Regions from separate parts of the Pelodiscus sinensis genome. Here region 1 is linked to region 2. The links are chromatin contacts, called in public Hi-C maps. All regions are on one chromosome and are shown on one strand. Each heading gives the region's core, a stretch centred on a gene start, on an enhancer-like site or on the middle of the called end of the contact. The rest is flanking DNA. Distances are from core to core; before and after follow the strand shown.

The links. Hi-C and Micro-C count contacts between places; a contact is called where the count stands out from the background.
Region 1: a contact with region 2 is called in a Hi-C map of liver, with 5 times the contacts expected there. The contact joins the promoter of PLB1 here to the promoter of SPDYA in region 2. A contact is called at or near these places in 3 of 5 Hi-C or Micro-C datasets (blood, liver and an unstated tissue).

What each region holds. Positions count from the first base shown.
Region 1 is chr3:160,926,904-160,931,014 of ASM4963464v1, reverse strand. It overlaps PLB1 (phospholipase B1), which reads left to right and starts at 1,317. Exons shown (of 58, transcript XM_075925371.1): 1 at 1,317-1,454.
Region 2 is chr3:160,674,536-160,678,544 of ASM4963464v1, reverse strand. It overlaps SPDYA (speedy/RINGO cell cycle regulator family member A), which reads left to right and starts at 1,640. Exons shown (of 7, transcript XM_006115611.4): 1 at 1,640-4,009.

The sequences.
Region 1 (4,111 bases), core at 68-2,567, 250 kb before region 2:
TGCTGCTCTCTTGCTTGGTCTGCAGACTGGATACACAAAGTACTGCTGTTTTCTCTGCAAATGGGATAGTTGTGCAAGAGATTCCCACTACATCAAGATAGATTGGCCACTCTGACAGTCATTGGAGCCTGGGAGGAAAAGTGTTCAGCATCCACCACTTGTTGAATCAAGGAAGATTTTACCACCCTTACACATCAAGCTGGGTCTGATGAAGAACTTTGTCAAGGCCATGGACAAAACACAAGCAGCTTTCAAGTACCTCAGTGGAAAATTTCCAAGGTTAAGTGAAGCTAAGATAAAGGACGGTGTCTTTGTTGGTCCTCAGATTCGTGAACTTCTTCGAGATGATGCATTTGACCATGCACTGCGTGGCAAGGAAAAGACGGCATGGAAAGCCTTCCAGTTAGTGGCAATAAATTTTCTCGGAAACAAGAAGACAGACATCTACAGGTTGTTGGTGGAAAACCTCCTCAAGGCATACAAAAGCCTTGGTTGCAACATGTCACTAAAGATATATTTTTTGCACTCTCATCTAGATTTTTTTTCCACCGAACTGTGGAGCAGTGAGCTAGGAGCACGGCGAGCGATTTCACCAGGACATTGCAACAATGGAGAAACGCTATTGAGGCAAATGGGGCCTATTAATGCTTGCAGACTATTGCTGGACAGTGACAAGAGATGCTCCACTTAATGAATACACGAGACAAGCCAAGAAGCACCGAGTAGACACTGAATAGGACTAAACTATGTACATAATAGTTTTTTGCCTTTTGTTTCATAATAAATTTTATTTATATAACCCTTTTGCTGATTTTTAAAGTGTTACATGAACAGGACAGGTAAAATACTATCATGTAAAGCAACCATAAACACATGAAAAGACCTAGGTTTACAATTTATGATTAAAACTCTACTATCTACACAATATACATAGATGTAAAATGTAAAAACTTAAATATCTTGGAAACAGTAGCCAATCAGTTGTTTTAATTGTCATATTTGAATTCAGCACATCAAAATACATAATAAATAGCACATTTTATCTCTGAAGCAGACAACTTCTAAAAAATTGTAGTCCAGTGTAATAAAGGGAGAGATTTTCTTAACAAAAAGGTATAAAATCTCCAATCAGGAGAAGACTGTAGGCTTTGAACAGCCAAGGCACACACCCAGACCAGTTGTGTCTGCAAAACAGGTGCAAGACAAGCTTACTCTCTACTTTTGCAATAACTCCCATGTTGTGTTGATACAATACACTGGCCTACTTCTGTTGCATCCTAATGGGAGGGCCCAGCAAGGATCCCAACAGGCTGTCACTCTTGGTCTCACAGCTAGAGCTGGTTGAAACGTGGAATTCCCATTTGGAAGGGACAGAGAGTGCCAATGTTTCACGGTTTTTTGCTTTCCAAATTAGAATGAAAACAGATATTGTTTGAAACTTCCTGTGGAATGTGGTATGTTTGAAAAGTGTTGGGGTTTGGACTATTTTTGTTCTGAAATTTAAAAAATTTGTTTTGAATTTCTATGATGTCTTTTTCCTTATTACATATTTACAATAGTTTATTAGCTCCATTAGTAATAGGGTATAATATGATGAAATAGTTAAAATATTCTAGTTTTATTTTAGCACTTATATTGTTTGATTTTTGGGGGGTATCAGATCACTTTGTTACAATACAAACAGGAGACAGCTCTGTGTGTGTGGGCGGGGGGGGGGGGTATATGTCAATCGGTACCAAGTAGCAAGTGCTTTTAATGATTTTACAAATGAAATAAATAAAAATAATAGTTTAATCTGTCATAATATGACATGTCAGTATTAGTTATAAACAGCCTTTTGTTTCAAAATATTTTACTCAGGGAATTTTCTATGAAATAGACCATATTTTCAGGAATGTTTCAGTTATGACAGACCAGCCATTTTTTTTTATTGAAAAAATACTTTCCATGAAAAATTTCTCAGCAGTTCTACGCTCAGCTAAAAGAAGCTTCTTTAGGTCACAGGACAAGGGCTTGTGCGTAAGATGGTGAAGATCCTTGGTTTAACCCCAACTAATGATGTGTTGTACTTAACAGCAGGATGGAAAAATTCCAATTAATCTTAGGATGTATCATATCGGTGTGGAATATTAGCCATAAAGGCTTACCATGGCTTAACCGTTAATAAAAAGGATGAGAGCATTTTAGTGAGATCCAAGCTTTTCATTTATGAATGTGGTGCTACACACGCTGAAATTGCAGTTTGGCCTATTTAAGAATGTACAGTACAATTTAAAATAGTTAATTTGTTCATTTAGTTGGCAATGCAATGGCTATGTCCCTAGAGACAATATCTTCTATTATTTATTTTATTAATTTATATAGCATCCTCCAGAGAGGGGCCTCTAGGGACTACTGTCATACAAAGCATAATAGTGTAGCAAAACCTAACATCTGCATGCAAGATGTGCATTCCATGTAAGCCCCCAAAAGTGAGGGGAGGAGTGCTGTCAGCAAGACAGTGGGAGCAGTAAGCTACATGGTAGAGGTAAAGGTTCTTACAAGAGAGGAAAAAGGCACTGAAACGGGTAAGTATGCAATTTATCTCTCTGAGATATGACCCCATGACCTTAATGTTTAATGGAGTTATTTTCTCAACCCTGCTCTACAGCTGGGGAACCACAGTACAGAGGATAACATTTTTTTTAAAAGCATTTCAGTGACTTAGGAGCCTAAGTGCCTTTGACAATCAGTAAGACTTAGGTCCCTGAGTGCCTAAGGTACTTTAGAAATACTAGCCTGCGAGACTAGGGGCCAGCTTTTAAAAATAGATTGAGTCACCTAATGATGCAGATAGGTGACTCGGCACTTTTGAAAATTCTACAAGGGCCCAGATTTTTGAAGGGATTTTTTTCTCCCTACCCATTATTAGGGGATGCTTATTGTGTGAGGTTTTATATAATTTCTAAAAACATATCTATATAGTCTCATAATGTAACTGAGTGATTGAAAAGCCTCTTTTCTCCCCTCATGTGACTTCCATTAATTTTACTCTGCTTCTGTTACTGGTATTCAACACTGAAGCATCTTGGAGACGTGTGTGAGAGAGAGAGAGAGAGAGAGAGAAAGAGAAGTCTCTGCAGGTTTAAGTTCTGGTGTGCATTATTTTGAGGCTCTTATTTGTATAATACATGTACTATTTTCCCCAGTCAAAGGCTTTTGTTATTTCCCAAAGAGTACAGTGTAGGTAGTGTCAGAAAAGGTCCATCCCCCCCGCCCAAGGCTGTATGTTGAAGGGCTCTGGGGTCACAGGAGATATACCACCAATTGGCAGAGGGCACCCTATGTCATAACTCTCATTAGATATAACATGCTTATTTCTCCAAATCAATGTGGTCATATTCTGTATGTAAAAGATGTCATGTAAGGTGTCACATGCAAATTGGTAACACACTCGTCATCCACATTATTGTTCGGTGTGTGTACAGGGCAGTGTACACAGAATTAGAGGCATTTTCTGGAATTATGTTCCTCGGGTATGTCTGGCAGATAGTGTCTAAGCACAGCCTGTCCTAGGCAAAGTTGCTTCACGGGCTGCACTGTGTCTCTATTGTAAATTCATAGAGAAACCTAGAACAATGAAAAGCTCATTTACATGTAAGCTAAACAAAGCCATTAGGCAAATGAATGGGGAAAGATGACCACTCTTGCCTCTTGAAATAGGGTCAATGAACTTTGGGAAAATATATGCAGAGGCAAAAAAGCCATTTTATCATCCTTCACCTGAGGAGACAAAGAAACCAAATGATTTGTCCTCTGTGTTGGATCCTGGCTAAAGGCTGGCCAGTCATGCTGGAAGAAGTTCTGTGGTGAGAAAACAACTTTGAGTGAAAGACTAGTTGTTAAATTTGATATTCGTAGAAGCATATATAGATTACTTTTGTATGTTTGTAGCCACCTGTGATAGGGTGCACAAACACCAGGTTGGTAAAGCGAGGTTTAAGGAATTGCCATGGACACAGGAGGCCAGGCCCCACAATCCTGCTAGGAGTCCTCACAATGGAGGGAAGAGTTCAAAAGACAACAGTTCTGCTCCATCTAGGCAGACGGAGCAGGGGAGCAATTGGGTGGT
Region 2 (4,009 bases), core at 391-2,890:
AGATTTACTCTGCAGATGGATGTCGGGCATTGGTTCTTCCACCCCTTGATACAGGATTGCAATCTTCTTGAAACTAATTGTCAACTTGAAGATCTTGCATGATGCAGAAAATAGGCACAAGAGATTTTGCAGGGACGATTCACTGTGGACAACCCTGACAACAGCATCCACACATAGAAAATCTCTCAAACTGCTCTTTCACCTTTCTTTCGTTCTAATCCTTGTGATGTTAAGCAAGCTTCCACCTAGTCTGGCTTGAAGATAAATACCATCACTGTTGTCCTTAAATGTGTGAAAAAACAATAATGAAAAGTAAATGTTAAGAAGCACAGGGACTAAAACACCCCTATTTCTTCCTGTTAATATCAAAGGCATTTGATTCTATGTCCTCATACATAAATATAATGAAAAAAGGATTTCAAATTATTTGGGTGTGAGCCAGTTTTTTCGAAATAAAGGCCCTATCTGTTGACCCTATCAAAGGTCTTCATCAGCTTAATGAAAACTATGTACAATGGTATTTGTTTTTCTCTGCACTTCTTTTGCAGCTACTTCACCAAAAATATCTATTGAAGTATTAATAAAAGATGTACAGAGAAATGGGAAAAGTTCTTTACCATAAGAAATTATTCCCTGAAGACATGCCTGACACCACTCCCCTGCCTTTAGTGGTATGTAGAATATTTATTTTCTTCCTCCAATAAATCTTTAGTTCTATAAAACAGACAGGACAAGAATTTAAACCAGGATTATATTGCTCAGTATTTCTTGTGAGATTTAATCTGTGAGAAGAAAAAAATTAATAAAGCTGAATCTCACTAGTTCAGGGATTCTCAAACTCTTGCATAGTATGGACCACAAACTCAATAGAGTCTAATGGACCTTCTTCCCTCCCATTGCAATCAATATTTTTTAAGTGCTTGCATGGAACTAAAGTTAGTATATTGTTTCTGTATTTTAACACTTGTTTTTTTTTTAAAGATGTCTTTCTTTGTTCTGCATTTCACCCTGTCCTCTCCTATCTATTATATTTCTCCTTGAAGGGGCAGTGCTTAAAACAGCCTTTGCCCTGTCTGTATTACAGTGTATTTTAGGATTGATGGAACTTGCACCACTACAGAAAAAAATACATTTCCTCAGGCTAGACACACCATTAATGGCTGGCCATTCTAGTCCCACTGGGCCACCTCTGATGCAAATATTGTCAATCCCAAATGTTCAAAAGATGCGAATCAGATGACCTCAAAATTATTAGATTGGCTTTAAAATAGTGAGATTATAAAAATAAATTCAGAATTCTTTTCTTTCTAGGTTTGTGTTTCAAGCTTTTCCCTGAAGCCATGCAAACTAAACACTTAAGTGTCTTGGAGTCCATGCATGCACTGTACACACCTTTCAGCTCTGGACCAATGATATAAGGAGGAGAGACTTGCTGCTTCTCCAGTTTCTTCACAACTATCAATGGCCAGCATCCCAGGCCAGATGATCTTGGGTTTTTCCTGAGTGCTGTCACAGCCAGAGGTAGTGTGGAAAGGAAGGAGCCTGCTGACCAGGCTGTTGATGAGCTGAGCACTCTGACCCGGGGCTAGTTCTCCACTCAGCACTGGAAGTGGGATAACTCTTCTGGGGGCCCAGAGATAGTAGATTTTGTGGGGCCCCTTAGGCTCTGGTTTGGGACCAGAAGTGAGGGGTTCATACTGTGGGAGGGGACAGTGGGTTGAGGTAGGGTGTTGGGTGCAGGAGGGTGAGGGATCAACCTGGGGGGTGCGAGCTCTGGGGTGAGGCTGAAGATGAGACATTTGGATTGCAGAAAGGAGCTCCAGACTGGGGCTAAGGAGTAGCAAGTGCAGGAGAGAGCTCAGGGTAGGAGTTTGAGGCACAGGGTCTGGGATGGATTTATGGTGCAGGAGGTTGGGGTGGGATATGAAGTCTGGGTGAGAGTTAGGGTGCAGGAGGAGCTCAGGGCTGGAGCAGAGGGTTGGGACGTGGGACACTTCCTGTGGGTAGCTCCCTTTTACTGGTGAAGGGAGGAGAGGGTGCAGGGAGGCTGTGCTCAGTGCCCTGCGCTTGCCTGTAGGCCCCGCCCCATGCAGCTCCCTGTGGCCAAGACTCTCTGCCAATGGGAGCTGCAAGGACAGAGACTCCAGGTGAGGGAAGTGTGCAGCCAAAGCTTCCTGGTGTGTGGAGCTCTAGCCAAGCGTGGGGGAGAAGAGGCAATGGCACTTTGTGGAGCTGTATCCTCCTTCCCTCCTGCCAGGCAGGACCAAAACACAGGGGCTTTAGTGCCTAGAGGCCAGGGCTGCTAACTAAAGGGGCCCTGCAAGAAAAAATCTGCACTTTTGGTGGCCCTGAATCTGGGCTGCAGCCCTTAAACCCCTTTCTTATTCCAGCCCTGCTGCCTGGGGATATGGAGGAGCATCAGGGATAGAGATGAGGAGGAAGGGTGAAGTAGGGAGAGGGGGGAACACATGGGTGGGCAGCAGAGGGGGCACATAACCATCTGGCACCTGCCCACACTCACAAGCCAACATAGTGCACAGCCATGCCGCCAGAAACATGATGAAGAGTAGGAGCCCTGGTGACCAACAGCCAGCACACAGAAGGGCTGCACTGATAGACTGGCAAGGGAACTAGCCAGCCTCCATCTATTACCTCCTGTCATTCCACCAGCCTTGCACGCCCATCATTATTGTCAGCCACTGGACTCACCACTGGAGAGTGAGTAACTAGAGAGCAGGAATCCAGCCAGCATCAGGACCCACCATTACTGACGTGGGAGAGGGAGGAGGACAGAAAATACAGGACTATTTGTCCTTTTAAAAGAAAGTCGGGACATCTACAGGAGGATTTAAATAAGGACTTTCCCTTTAAAAACGGGATGTTTGGTCACCCTATTTAGACCCTATTTTTTCTAAATATTTCCTTCATCCTTCTGATAAGGTGGCTTGCCCCTTAAAAGGCTAGAGATCTGGGTTCAGGCATCCATGATTTCCAAGTTGGCATATCCGAGCAGGAATCAGGTGATTCCCATATAAGATCATCAGGAAGTTGCAGTGAAGAGGATGTATGTGTGTATGAGTGTTGCTCAGGGAGACTGGAAAAATGAGACTATAAGCAGAAAAGACCTGGGAGTGCCCAAGAGTATAAACGGATACACTTTGAGTTTTATTTTAAATTTACTTTTTATGAATAATCCCAAATCCCAAAAAGCAATGTTGTGAATAGACAAAATAGGTGGGTGTTTATTTAAGGAACCAAGAGAAGAAACTGAGGGTCCACGTAAGTCTGCCGTGAGGCTACTGGTGTGATTGGGAGGCCTCTACACAACAACAATCTTTCCTTCTACTTGGCTCCAAACACGTGTCAAATTTCTGCACCACCCAACCTTTGATCTTTTCCGCACATCTCTTGTCCCCTCCATTCTTCTAGATTGGTGGTTTTCCATCTTTAGCCTATGGACCCCTCGGGTTCTGCAGACTTTACAAAGGGATCTACCCCTCCATTTGAAATTGTTTAGGGGTCAGCAAAAGAAAAAAGATTGAAAACTGCTGTCCTAGAAGCTCTTTTTTTTTTTTCCCCTGTATGTTTTCTATCTTCTAGGGACTGTCTTGTTTGTGGGCTCCTTTTCCAGCCCCTCTTTATACAAATTTCAATTCCCGCACATACAAAGAGGTCTACAAAGTCTCAGTTCCCACACATCCTTAAACTGTGTTTTCCTCACGCTACAGTCCCCCTCTTTATTCCGCTTGGACTCTCAATAGCGTCTTCCTCCCATTCGCCTCATATCCTCTGTTTGTACGCCTTCCTTCTGTCCCTGCACCATTGCACAGCAGCTTCTTCCCCTATATCTCAACATCTAACTCATCCCTTCTGCCACTGGCATTTAGTCACTTCCCTGTTCTGCACCACGGTGCTGCACCATCTCTGTCTTAGCCATTAACACCCAACCTCCAATCTGTTCTGTCTCATTCCCTCTCATACCCCAGCAATCCATACTGGATGATTTAAT